Regions from separate parts of the Sus scrofa genome. Here all the other regions are linked to region 1. The links are chromatin contacts, called in public HiChIP or PLAC-seq maps. All regions are on one chromosome and are shown on one strand. The core of a region is the stretch at or near the end of the contact, and the rest is flanking DNA. Distances in the headings are between cores, read along the strand shown.

What was found. HiChIP or PLAC-seq counts read pairs in DNA pulled down with a chosen protein or histone mark.
Region 2: an H3K27ac HiChIP or PLAC-seq map of alveolar macrophages shows a contact between it and region 1. The contact joins two enhancer-like sites. A contact is called at or near these places in 2 of 5 promoter capture datasets (fetal liver and liver), 24 of 47 Hi-C or Micro-C datasets (alveolar macrophages, blood, brain and 15 more) and 2 of 2 datasets of contacts at active chromatin or transcription factors (alveolar macrophages and skeletal muscle).
Region 3: an H3K27ac HiChIP or PLAC-seq map of alveolar macrophages shows a contact between it and region 1. The contact joins two enhancer-like sites. A contact is called at or near these places in 2 of 5 promoter capture datasets (fetal liver and liver), 10 of 47 Hi-C or Micro-C datasets (alveolar macrophages, brain, embryonic fibroblasts and 6 more) and 1 of 2 datasets of contacts at active chromatin or transcription factors (alveolar macrophages).

The regions. Positions count from the first base shown.
Region 1 is chr7:96,804,611-96,808,669 of Sscrofa11.1, reverse strand. No RefSeq gene overlaps it. Among named protein-coding and RNA genes, the nearest start is that of NUMB, 8.0 kb to the right of the region's middle. Within about 2 kb of position 1,934, at least 18 of the 83 cell types and tissues checked have an H3K27ac peak or open chromatin away from gene starts, as enhancers often do. A contact at or near this core is called in alveolar macrophages and retroperitoneal adipose tissue, where this site is marked.
Region 2 is chr7:96,522,382-96,526,919 of Sscrofa11.1, reverse strand. All of the region lies in intron 5 of PSEN1 (presenilin 1), which reads right to left. Among named protein-coding and RNA genes, the nearest start is that of PSEN1, 46 kb to the right of the region's middle. Within about 2 kb of position 2,584, at least 17 of the 83 cell types and tissues checked have an H3K27ac peak or open chromatin away from gene starts, as enhancers often do. A contact at or near this core is called in alveolar macrophages and retroperitoneal adipose tissue, where this site is marked.
Region 3 is chr7:96,502,783-96,507,317 of Sscrofa11.1, reverse strand. All of the region lies in intron 3 of PSEN1 (presenilin 1), which reads right to left. Among named protein-coding and RNA genes, the nearest start is that of PSEN1, 27 kb to the right of the region's middle. Within about 2 kb of position 2,882, at least 5 of the 83 cell types and tissues checked have an H3K27ac peak or open chromatin away from gene starts, as enhancers often do. A contact at or near this core is called in alveolar macrophages, where this site is marked.

The sequences.
Region 1 (4,059 bases), core at 685-3,184:
GATTTGCAGGATGGGTCTTTGCTTTCATTGCTCCTCCTGAGGGAGTTAACTTTTTTCTTTTTTGTTTGGAGTAGAGATGACTCAGTGTAGATCCTTGATGGGGAAATCCATCTCGGAGCCTGAGCGGGAAGTAGCGAGGGCCACCACTGGGCCGGCGGTTAATTTTTTTTTCTTTTTAGGGCCGCACCTGCTCCACATGGAAGTTCCTGGGCTAGAGGTCGAATCGGAGCTGCAGCTGCTGGCCTACACCACAGCCACAGCACCTTGGGATCTGTGGGATCAGAGTTCACATCGTGAACTCAAAGCAGCCTTGCTGAAATGCTGAATCCTTAACCACTGAGCAAGGCCGGGAATCAAACCCACATCATCACAGACACTATGTCGGGTTCTTAACCTGCTGAGTCACAACAGGAATGCCAGTACCTTTGAATTTAATTTTCACTGAGTCAGGGGAAATTGAGTTCTCCCTCTCCCCGGTGTTGGCAACCGAAGGAATGGCCCTGTCTTTCCATGGGAGTCCAAACGTAGACAGGCAGTGAGATTCCAAATTCATAACACAGGGAAGGCCCTGTACACACCGGCGGAGGGCTTTATTCAGTCACATGCCACCACTGTGCTTTTGCCTACTAATTACTGAAACCACTAGTGATCATTATATGATAATTAGCACATCTTTTTTTTATAACTCCCATAGCACCACCCAGAATAAATGATGGGGTGGGGTGGGAAGGCTGCTCCTAGAGACAACCCCTGACTCATTCATTCACTAAACATTGAGTGAACTAGTTAGGGTCAGGCTCCAATGCTAGGAGCTTTGAGCAGAATGCCTGAGGTTCCCGGTATCGCAATGCTGCAGGAGGGATGGGCACAGTACAAGTTTACCGTGTGGGATGTGTGTACCCAAGATGGAAGCGCAGTGTGTAGAAGAGGGGCGCCTAACCCAGGGGTGGCTGGGAGAGGGGACGTCAGCAGGCGACCCCTGTAGTAGTAACTTTGAAGGTGAGATCTGTAGGATGAGTAGGAGCTTAGTTAATGGAATCCAACATCAGGTAAACTTATGCTATTTGTATAATTTCCCTAGAACATAAGGTTAAACCCAAAGCTGCCTCTTCATATTAACCCTCTAAAGTAACTCCCAGGCTACATCAAATATAGTGCCTCTGACTCTGCTTCTGTACAGTGTGATGATACCTTGGGGAAGTGTGAAATTCTACCCAAGTGGAAGATGTAATTACTGTATCCCACTAGAGAGAGTATTTCAGGGAGGAAGATGGCATGAGGGGAATAGGTGTGAAAGTCAGCTTCTTCTGTTTCGCACCCAGGCTCTATCCTCTGTGTCCTTGGCATGATCTGGGTCTGCCTTCACTTGAGCAACAACAGCCTTCTTATCAGCTGCTGCTCTGAGAAGGCTCTGCTGTCCTTTTGCAGGAAACTAACAGGAAAAGAAAGAAAGCCTACCACTAAATACACTTCCTGAGGGCAAAATGAAATGGCTACCACGCCGGCTGCCTGGAGGAAAGGGCTGAATAAATAAACACACCATCCCTATTGTGTAGGCAGACTTCCTGGGGGCAAGTGCTCATCTCCTCAGCCCTCCTTTCCCTTCTAAAATTGGCCATCCTGCAAAAAAGCAGACACAGGTCCTCTCTGGCTACTGAGAAGTATTGAGATTTTCTTTTGAGTCTCCTCTTTCTCAAACAGAAGAAACACCGAGTTAGAAGAAAAGAGCGACAGGAAGAGGAACTTGATATTGCTACACCTTTCCTTTAACCTCACAGAGCTTTCCCAGCAACTTCTGCTTTGAGCCTTTCTGTGTACAAATCTGGTAATGCCTGGGAACATGCCCAGAGGAGAAGGGGGTCTGGGTTGGTGCAGCTCATCTCAGAAAATCGGGCGGGGTGGGGGGAGGCTGTGTGACTCACAGCTGCACAGGTGACTAGATTTGGAAGCAGAGCTGTACCTGTCATCCTCTGTGAGTGTTTATTGAGCACTAATGGTCTAGAGCCACAGCAGAAACTCCTTGGGACGGTGACTCCAGATAAGTAAACTATTTCCGTCTAAAGGACCCTAAGGCATTTCCTCGCAAAGATAGTTTTTTCTTCTCCACGGAACTCAGACGAAAGAGAAGAACATGTACAAATACGAGGAGAGGGGACAGGGGGAGAAGGAGAGAGAGAGTGAGAGAGAATATTTGAGGAGATAACCTTGGCCTGAGAAGATGAGGTGAGCTATGGACTTGGACCTTTGTCTTTCTTAGTATTTTTTGGCTTAGAAATTATTTATACTTTAGGCGTCCCTCCACTCCATTTTCCTTATATAACAATCACGAGTGAGCCCTTAGAAATGACTCAAAGCCAAAGTAATGGGGTTTCCTTGATTGTAGTTCCTCATTTTCTCTGGCAACAGGCCAGTCATTAATATCCTCCTCCCTTTTAAGGAAGCCATTCAACCCAGTCCTGCTGGGTCACTCTCACCTCATAGTAATCTTTCTCTCATGTTGCAAACTGGACCCTTCTCTTCCAACTTCCCCCCACCCCCACCCCTTTCTGGCTGCACCCATAACATATGGAAGTTCCCAGGTCAGGGATCGAATCCAAGCTGCATCTGCAGCCTATGCCACAGCTGTGGCAACACCAGATCCTTAACCTGCTGCACCGGGTCAGGGCTCAAACCAGCGCCACAGAGACGAGCCGGATCATTAATCCACTGCGCCACAGCAGGAACTCCATTTTCTTCCAACTTTCTAATTGCAAAATTGCTCTCTCCTCAGCCTCTTGATTCTAACTGCTCCCAGTCCAAGTGTAAAAAATCCCCTCCTGACTGCCCTTCCTCCCTCCATAGAGCCTGTGCAGGATTCCCCCTTTCTCTCATCCTCAGTTAAGAACTGACAGACTGCACAGTGACCAGCTTCTTCCTGCTGATTTTGAGCATACCTTTCTTAATATTGGGCAGGCAGGAAATTAGACTGGACTGTGGCTTTGTTGTTCATACTTTTTGAACAAATCCAAATCTGGAATTATGGTCTGGCAAATATAGGGTACACATAGATAAACGAGAAAATATTTGAAAATGAGACCATTCTGGGAAAGTTACCGTAATCATAGCATATCCTTCCAGCACTTGGAGAGGCAACCAGATATCACACATTCATATAATGTTAATAATAATAATTAATGGTTACTGAGCACTTGTTATGTATCAAGTCCTTCCTGAATTATGCGGATTATCTCATTTATTGCTCATAAAAGTTTCTTCCTGGTAGCTAGGAGGGAGAGAAAACCAGTCATTATATAACTCAATAATAATAACTTAATAATAGTTATTGTATACATTAGGTACATAATATGTGCCAGGTCTTGAGCTGAATATATTCTCTCATTTATTCTTTAAACAAAATGCCACTAGATATTAATATCATTATTATTATCCTAAGGTAGGCTGCTTCTAAACTGGCTGGCTCCAATGATCCCCCTCCTGGTATTTACATCCTTTCCTTGAGTGTGGGCTGAACCTAATGACTTGCTTTTAAAGAACAGAATGTGGCAAGAGTGATGTGATGTCACTTTTGTGATTACAAAAGACAATGACTTCTGTCTTTTTAGCAGTCTCACTCTTACTGGACCTCTCTTTTGCCCTCTTATTTCTTACTCCGGTGAAGTAAGCTGCCATGGTTTTGAGATGCTCTGTGGAGAGATCCACAAGGCAAGGCACTGAGGGAAGCCTTGAACCAATAGCTCGTTAGGATCCAAGGCCTTAGCCTAAAGCCTGTGAGTGAAGGACTCCTGTCAACAAAGATATGAGTGAGCTAGGATGCAGATTCATCCCAGTTGAGCCTTGAGATTATGGCAGCCTTGCGAAACACCCAGAGCCAAAGGATCCAGTTAAGCTGCACCAGATTTCTGACCCACAGAAACAGAAATAATAAGTGTTTTTTTAAGTTTTGGGGGTAATTTGTTATGCAGCAAGAGATAACTAATACATACCCTGTTTTGTAGGTGAAGCAATTGAAGTTTAGGTAAATGAATCAGCTTTCCCAGAGTCACACAGCTGTAAATGGCA
Region 2 (4,538 bases), core at 1,335-3,834, 280 kb after region 1:
GCTAGAGTCACTGGCCTACACCACAGCCACAGCAATGCCAGATCTGAGCCGCATCTGTGACCTACACCACAGCTCATGGGAAAGCCAGATCCTTAACCCACTGAATGAGGCCAGGGATTGAACCTGCATCTTCACACCTGCTAGTCAGATTCGTTTCCATTGAGCCATGACAGGAATTCCCAGGATATTTAAAAAACAAACAAACAAAAAAACATTTTTATGAATACAAAAGTAACTTATGCTTTTAACATTTAGAGAATATAGAAACACTAAAAGATACTTCCCTGGTGACCTAGCAGTTAAGGATCTGGTGTTGTTACTTGCTGTGGGCTTAGGTCACTGCTGTGGCACAGGTTTGATCCCTGGCCCAGGAACATCCACATGCCACAGGCATGGCCAAAAAAAAAAAAAACTGAGATGAAGAAAACAATTCCACTGACCAATGAGAACCAAAGTTGGTATTAACATTTCCTGTTCAGACATGTTTTCTGCCCACATGTGTACAAACCTTAAAAGAAATAAAAACAGATTCAAGTAATATAAAATTTTACATCTTTTTTTTTTTTTTGGCCTTTTTAGGGCCACACCCACGGCATATGGAGGTTCCCAGGCGAGGGGTTGAATCGGAGCTATAGCTGCCAGCCTGCACCACAGCCACAGCAACAGCAACGTGGGATCTGAGCTGCATCTGCAACGTACACCACAGCTCATGGCAACGCCGGATTGCTGACCCACTGAGCAAGGCCAGAGATCGAACCCACATCCTCACGGATATTAGTTGGATTAGTTTATGCTGCACCACGACAACTCCCTACATCCTTCTTTTTAAAACTTAATTTTTATTATAAATTCTCAAGCCATCAAATATATTTAATATGATTTTAAATGACTAAACAATAGTCTATTTATATTACAATTCAACCTTTCCCTTATGCATGGAATTTGTAGTGTTTTACTTTTCTTAATCCCAATTATATTTAATGCCAGGATGAATATCTTCACATGCAAACATTTCTCAGCATTTTTAATTCTTTAGAATAAATCATGAAAGCAAAATTATAGAATCAAAGTGTACAGATGTTTTCTAACTACTGACTATTGATATTGCTATTGATATATATAGGCTTAGTAACTTCACAAAAAAAGGCCTGATTAATCTTCACCAAATCAGTAAGTTAAATATGTTTGTTACTTTACATATATACATATTTTACTAGTGAAGAAATAGGAGTTCCCGTCGTGGCTCAGTGGTTAACGAATCTGACTAGGAACCATGAGGTTGCGGGTTCGATCCCTGGCCTTTCTCAGTGGGTTAAGGATCCAGCATTGCCGTGAGCTGTAGTGTAGGTTGCAGACGTGGCTTGGATCCCACACTGCTGTGGCTATGGCGTAGGCCGGCGGCTACAGCTCTGATCCGACCCCTAGCCTGGGAACCTCCATATGCCGCGGGAGTGGCCCAAGAAATGGCAAAAAGACAAAAATAAATAAATAAATAAATAAAAGCTATAAAAAAAAGAAAGACACACACACATCTCTCCCTCTCCTGGCCATCTATATTTCCTTCATAATTTCTCTGCTTGGGTTTTTTAAGATTTCTTATTAGAAAGTTCACAATTTTTTATTTTTGTTTTTAACTTTTTTTTTTTTTTTTTTTTTTGCTTTTTAGGCCCACACCCACAGCATATGGAGGTTCCCAGGCTAAGGATCCAACTGGAGCTATAGCTGCTAGCCACAGCCACAGCCATGCCAGATCAGAGCCTCATCTGCGACCTACACCACAGCTCATGGCAACATTGGATCCTTAATCCACTGAACAAGGCCAGGGATTGAACCTGCAACCTCACGGTTCCTACTTGGATTCGTCTCTGCTGTGCCACAAAAGGAACTTCCAAAAATTCATCATTTTTTTAAATGATTTGTAAGTGCTCTTCGTACTGTAAATGTATTAATCCTCTGGAGTCCCCACTGTCTCTGGAGTGCTAGAATGCAGGTTTCACCCCCGGCCAGGCACAGTCAGGTTTGATCGCTGGTTGCAACTGGTATAGGTTGCAACTACAGCTCAGATCTGATCCCTAGCCCAGGTACTCCATATGCCATGGGGCGGCCAAAAAAGAGAAGGAAAAAAAATATTAGCCCTCTGCATGTAATAATGGCTGTAAACAGTTTTCTTCTTTAGGGTTAATCACTGATGTTATGATTTTCTGAATTATTACCTGAATTCAAAGCATCTTCTGGTGAGGACTAAATAACCTCTTCTTTTTCTAGAACATCAGGTGGGAAAATAGGCCTTTCTCATCTCACAAAAATAATAAGCTTTCCTATCCTAAAGGCCCTGAAAGAAAAGAGCCCTGCTTCAGCAAAGAACAGCAAGGACCTCTTCTAAACACTGAACTATCTAGGCCAGAAATCATATGACTTTAAAGTAAGCTATATGGTTTCATCTATAACAAACAATATATAATAATTAACTGCTTTTTCCGTTTCTTCCTTTTTAAGGTTTGTTTGGTCTTTTAGCTTCCTGTGCTTCTCACAGACATTGCATAACCAACCACTGACACAACAAATCCTCAGGGCTTATTTCCAAACAGGTCCTGGCAAGTTTCTGAATTTCTGACTCAAAAGCTCCTTTTATTTTTATACTAGGAGTTAAAGTAAATAACTTGTTTCTATAGAATTGGCTGTGCTTGCCAAGACTTGAACATTAAAAAGCAAAACATAACACAAATGAACAGGTGAATGTGGAAAAGCAAAACATAACACAAATGAACAGGTGAATGTGGAAATGTGGCTAAATATGAACATTTTAGACCATCTAATATGAAGTATTATCTAAAAGATGCATAAAACTAATCAAAAAATACATCAAGATGGGTTCTAGTTAACAAGGAGTAAAAGGATATTCCTCGCCGTCTCTCCCACTGAATGCAGCTATAAAACCTGGATAGAATGCACACAACTGCTAGTAGGCTGGGGAATCAGAAGTACCAGGAAGCCAGCAATGAGTTCACCATTTTTTCCCTCCAGTACTACCCTCCTTCACCTGAGCTCAACGCAACCCAACAAGCATTAGCAAGACAATCAGAGCTCCCCTGTAAGTTTCCACTAGAGAAGCAGAAAGAGGCTCCTAACACCAAAAAAGAATGCAAGACTCCAGCTGACTCCTAGTAACATGTGAAGAACAAAAATAGCACATAATACACAGATACAAGTCACACGAGAGTCAAAGAATGGAACTGGCAGGGAAACACTTATATAGAGATAAAATATATACAGTGGGAAAAAAAGATAAGGAAAAGTAATTGAGACATGAACATACATAAACAGGGGGAGGAGAATACTTGCCAGCCTGGGTTTACATCATTTGCTTTTGGTATTTTGAGTGTGGATGACTACATGTTATCTTTTTTTTTTTTTTTTTTTTCGTTTTTAGGGATATGGAAAATCTCAGGCCGGGGTTGAATTGGACCTGTAGCTGCCAGTCACAGCCACAGCCACAGCCACAACAACTCAGGATCTGAGACTCGTCTTCGACCTATACCACATATCACAGCAATACCAGATCTTTAACCCGCTGAGTGAGGCCAAGGATGGAACCTGCGTCCTCATGTGCATCCTTATGGATACTAGTTGGATTCATTTCCACTCTGCCGTGATGGAACTCCACCATCACACACCTTTCAACTTCAGTCTCCAAAGCTGATGTCAGACTGCAAATGGTCTTCACTTAGGTTAACACTTCCACCCACTCAACAAAGAAGATAATTTTAGAGTCTGTGAACACTGAAAAAGTATTTGATCTTACTAGTAATCAACTAAATGCAAATTAAGATATTTTTGCCTTGCCTATAAGGGTTAGCATATATATATGCTACACATTTTTATATATATATATATATATATATATATATATACTTTTTTTTTTTTTGTCTTTTGTCTTTTTGTTGTTGTTGTTGTTGTTGTTGTTGCTATTTCTTGGGCCGCACCCGTGGCATATGGAGGTTCCCAGGCTAGGGGTCTAATCGGAGCTGTAGCCACCGGCCTACGCCAGAGCCACAGCAACGCGGGATCCAAGCCGCGTCTGCAACCTACACCACAGCTCACGGCAACGCCGGATCGTCAACACACTGAGCAAGGGCAGGGACCGAACCCGCAACCTCATGGTTCCCAGTCGGATTCGTTAACCACTGCGCCACGACGGGAACTCCCCACATTTTTTTTTAATTCAATATTGGTGAGCATGGAGGTAAGACAGCCTCACTCCTACTAGTGTTAAGTACAAACTGGTAGTATCATTTTGAAAATGAAATTCTACATATGAAGACAGTTAAAAATATGTAGATAATTTTCTCCATAAATTCTTTCCTAGGATTTTACCCTAAGGAAATAATTTGAAAAAACTGAAAAAGCTCTACATATAAAAACATTCATTGTTTTTCAGAACAGTAAAACAATGGAAACAACCTAATATTCAACCTCAGGGAAATTAGGGGAAGTAAGTTGCAATAAACTCACTGAGTCAAATATTATGTAGCCATTAG
Region 3 (4,535 bases), core at 1,633-4,132, 300 kb after region 1:
TTAGGAAGGTGATAAAAACTGTCACATTACGAAGGTGACACTAGAACTACTGAGGGATTCCAAAATGAAAAAATTTTGGCTAAATATTAGAATGATGACTTCAGATTGATTTATTTATTTATATTCCCCCCCCCTTTTTTTTGCCTTTTTGCCTTTTCTAGGGCTGCTCCCTCAGCACATGGAGGTTCCCAGGCTAGGGGTCTAATCAGAGCTGTAGCCGCCAGCCTACACCACAGCCACAGCAACGTGGGATCCGAGCCGCGTCTGCGACCTACACCACAGCTCACGGCAACGCCAGATCCTTAACCCACTGAGCAAGGTCAGGGATCAAACCTGCAACCTCATGGATCCTAGTCGGATTCATTAACCACCGAGCCACAACGGGAACTCCTATTTTGCTTTTATAAGGCCACACTCATAGCACATGGAAGTTTCCAGGCTTGGGTCAAATTGGAGCTGCAGTTGCAGGCCTATGCCACAGCCACAGCAACGTGGGATCCTTAACCCACTAAGTAAGGCCAGGGATTGAACCTGAATCCTCATGAATACAAGTCGAGTTTTTAACCCACTGAGCCACAACAGGAACTCCAGCATTATTTTTAAGACATTAAAAACAAACTTTTTATTATGGAGGAAGTTAAAACAAGTATTGTCAGAAGTGTAAAATGAAGGGAGTTCCTGTCGTGGCTCAGCGGTTAGTGAACCTGACTGGCATCCATGAGGATGCAGGTTTGATCCCTGGCCTCGCTCAGTGGGTTAAGGATCCAGCATTGCCATAAGCTGTGGTGTAGATCGAAGATGCGGCTTGGATCTGGCGTTGGTGTGGCTGTGGTGTAGGCTGGCGGCTACAGCTCCAATTGGACCCCTAGCCTGGGAACCTCCATATGCCTTGGGTGCGGCCCTAAAAAGACAGAAAGACCAAAAAAAAAAAAAAAAAAAAAAGCGTAAAATAAAGACACATGCATACTTTACCAGCTTCCATTATTGCCATCTCATAGCTAATCTTATTCCATTTGTTTTCCACCCACTTTGTCCCTGGTATTTTTGTGTGTGTCTTTTTTGTGTCTTTTCTAGGGCCTCACACTCGGCACATGGAGGTTTCCAGGCTAGGGGTCTAATCGGAACTACAGCTGCTGGCCTACACCAGAGCCACAGCAACGCCAGATCTGAGCCATGTCTGCGAACTACACCAGAGCACACAGCAACACCAGATCCCTAACCCACTGAGCAAGGCCAGGGATCAAACCTGCAACCTCCCTCATGGTTCCTAGTCGGATTCATTAACCACTGAGCCATGATGGGAACTCCCCCCTGGGTATTATTTTGAGGCAAGCTCAGACATATCATTTCCTTCATAAATATTTTAGTATATATTTCTAAAAGATAAGAACATAAAGGCCTCTCTGTATGTGTGGCTTGGTAGCTCATTTCTTTCCTTTTTTCTTTTTACAGATGCACCTGCGCCATGTGGAAGTTCCTGGGCCAGGGGTCGAATCACAGCGGCAGCCAAGGCCTACACCATAACCATGGTAAAGCCAGATCTGAGCCACATCTTCAACCTAAACCACAGCTTTTGGCAACACCGGATCCTTAACCCACTGAGTGTGGCCAGGCACTGTATGTGCGTCCTCTATTATTATAGAAATAATACTGGGTCCTTACCCCAGAGTCACAACAGGAACTGCTCATTTCTTTCTTAATTAGAAAACACACACACACATACACCCTTTTTTTTAAGTGGCTGTGCTGGTGACATGAGGAAGTTTGAGGGCCAGGGTTCAAACCCATGCCACAGCTGTGACCCAAGGCATAGCAGTGGACAACGTCAGGTCTTTATCCCACTGAGCCACCAGGGACCCCCTAAACCTTATTTCTAAGAGCTATTTTAAGTTCATTTCAAAACTGAGCAGAAAGTACAGAGTTCCCATATATCTCTTCCCCTGTACAGCCTTCCCACTGTCAACATCCTACACCAGAGTTGCACTTTTTTTTTTTTTTGTCTTTTTAGGGCCACACCTGCAGCATATGGAAGTTCCCAGGCCAGAGGTCAAATCAGAGCTGTAGCTGCCACCCTACACCACAGCCACAGCAATACCAGATCTGAGCCTCGTCAACAACCTATACCACAGCTCATGGCAACAATGGATCCTTAACTCAACTAAGCAAGGCCAGGGATCAAACCTGCATCCTCATGGGTACTGGTCAGATTCCACTGTGCCACAACAGGAACTCCTTTAAAATCAATGAATCTACATTGATGTTTCATTATCATAACTTAGGGTTCACTCTTGTATTATACACTCTATGGAGTTTGGAAATTTTATAATAAATACATTCACCAGGAGTTCCCGTCGTGGCGCAGTGGTTAACGAATCCGACAAGGAACCATGAGGTTGCGGGTTCGGTCCCTGCCCTCGCTCAGTGGGTTAACGATCCGGCGTTGCCGTGAGCTGTGGTGTAGGTTGCAGACGCGGCTCGGATCCCGCGTTGCTGTGGCTCTGGCGTAGGCCGGTGGCTACAGGTCCAATTCAACCCCTAGCCTGGGAACCTCCATATGCCGCGGGAGCGGCCCAAGAAATAGCAACAGCAACAACAAAACAAAGACAAAAGACAAAAAAAAAAAAAAATACATTTACCATAATAACACAGAATAATTTCACTGTCCTAAAAACCCTCCATGCTCTGCCTATTTATCCCTCCCTTCCCCCTATACCCTGGCAACCAATGATCTTTTTACCCCTGCACAGTTTGGCCCTTAAAGGCTATTTTTAAGGTGCAGAAAAACCAGTGTTGTAGCCATTATAAATGATTGCATTTCAGTGGCAGAGGAAGGATTACTCATCCTACAAGTGTTGTAAGTTTCAGGGAGGGTGGGGTCCCATGGGAAGTGGTGAGTATGTGGGAAGTGAGTTTTATGAAGCCAGATTTCCCCAGAGCTCCTACACCAGTGGGTGGGAGGCTTCGTTTTAATTCTTTCTCTCTTCTCCTTACTTTAGAACATGATGCAAGTACAGGTCCAGCCACTGAAGGCATGTGGACCCTCAAGCAGGGAGAGTAGTTCCTCAAGCAGCAAAAGCTGTGGAGGCACTTTTAATAAAGCATAGTGCCTGCCTTACCTTTACACTTTTAATAAAGCATAGTTTTATTTCTGTAATGAAAAGAAATATTATAAACAAAGGTTTATAAACATTTATTAGAAATTTGTGAAAGTGTTGTCAACTTGTGTTTATAGCCTAAAAAGTAAATGTCCTCCCTCATCTCTGCTCCTCACTGAATATGGTGAGCAATCTCATGTCCTTAGACGTTTTTAAAGCCATGATCCTCAATTTGCTTTTATCACTTAAGGTGTGTAAGATACCTTTACAATACTTGTAAATATACCTCAACTTATTTTTATTTTTGCTATTTAGGGCTGCACCCACAGCATATGGAGGTTCCCAGGCTAGGAGTCTAATCAGAGCTACAGTTGCTGGCCTACACCACAGCCACAGCAACTCAGGATCCAAGCCACGTCTTCGACCTACATCTCAGCTGACCTACATCTCAGCTCACGACAACGCCGGATCTTTAACCCACTGAGGCCAGGGATCGAACCCGCAACCTCATGGTTCCCAGTCAGATTTGTTTCCGCTGCACCATGATGGGAACTCCCAATATACTTCAACTTAAACATTACAGTTGCAGCACAGTAATAATGACAAATATGCTATTAATTGCTAAGACGGAAATTCCTATTGTGGCTCAGTGGTAACAAACCTGACTAGTATCCATGAGGATGTGGGTTCAAGTCCTGGTTTGCTCAGTGAGTTAAAGATCCAGTGTTGCTGTGAGCTGTGATATAGGTAGCAGATGCAGCTCGGATATGGCATTGCTGTGCTTGTGGTGTATGTAAGTCAGCAGCTACAGCTCCAACTCAACCGCTAGCCTGGGAATTTCCATATGCCACAAGTGTGGCCCTAAAAAGCTAAGATGTGTTGACTATGTATGTGAGACACTCTGCTAAGCACTTCAGGTGAGTTATCTCATTTAGTCTTAATAAAACTCTGAGTTGATTAATACAATAAACTTCATTCAACAGATGAAGAAACTGAAGCTTAGAGAGATCATATTGTTTGCCAAAGATCCCAGATCTAAGAAGTTATAGAGCAAATTCTAATTCACACAGTTTAGTCAAAAGATCCTACTATTCACCATCACCTTATACTACTGACGGTAAAGAATCAAGTAAGACTGAGGTTACCTCAAACTCTGTTACAAATAATGTTTCAATAATTTTTTTTTTTTTTTTTTTGCTTTTTTATGGCCACACCTGTGGCATACAGAGGTTCCCAGGTTAGGGGTCAAATCAGGGACAAGGCTGCCAGCCTATGCCACAGCCACAGCCACACAGGATCTGAGCCTCATCTTTGACCTACACCACAGCTCATAGCAACGCCGGATCTGAGCCTCATCTTTGACCTACACCACAGCTCATAGCAACGCCGGATCCTTAACCCGCTGAGTGAGGCCAAGGATTGAACTCGCAACCTCCCGGT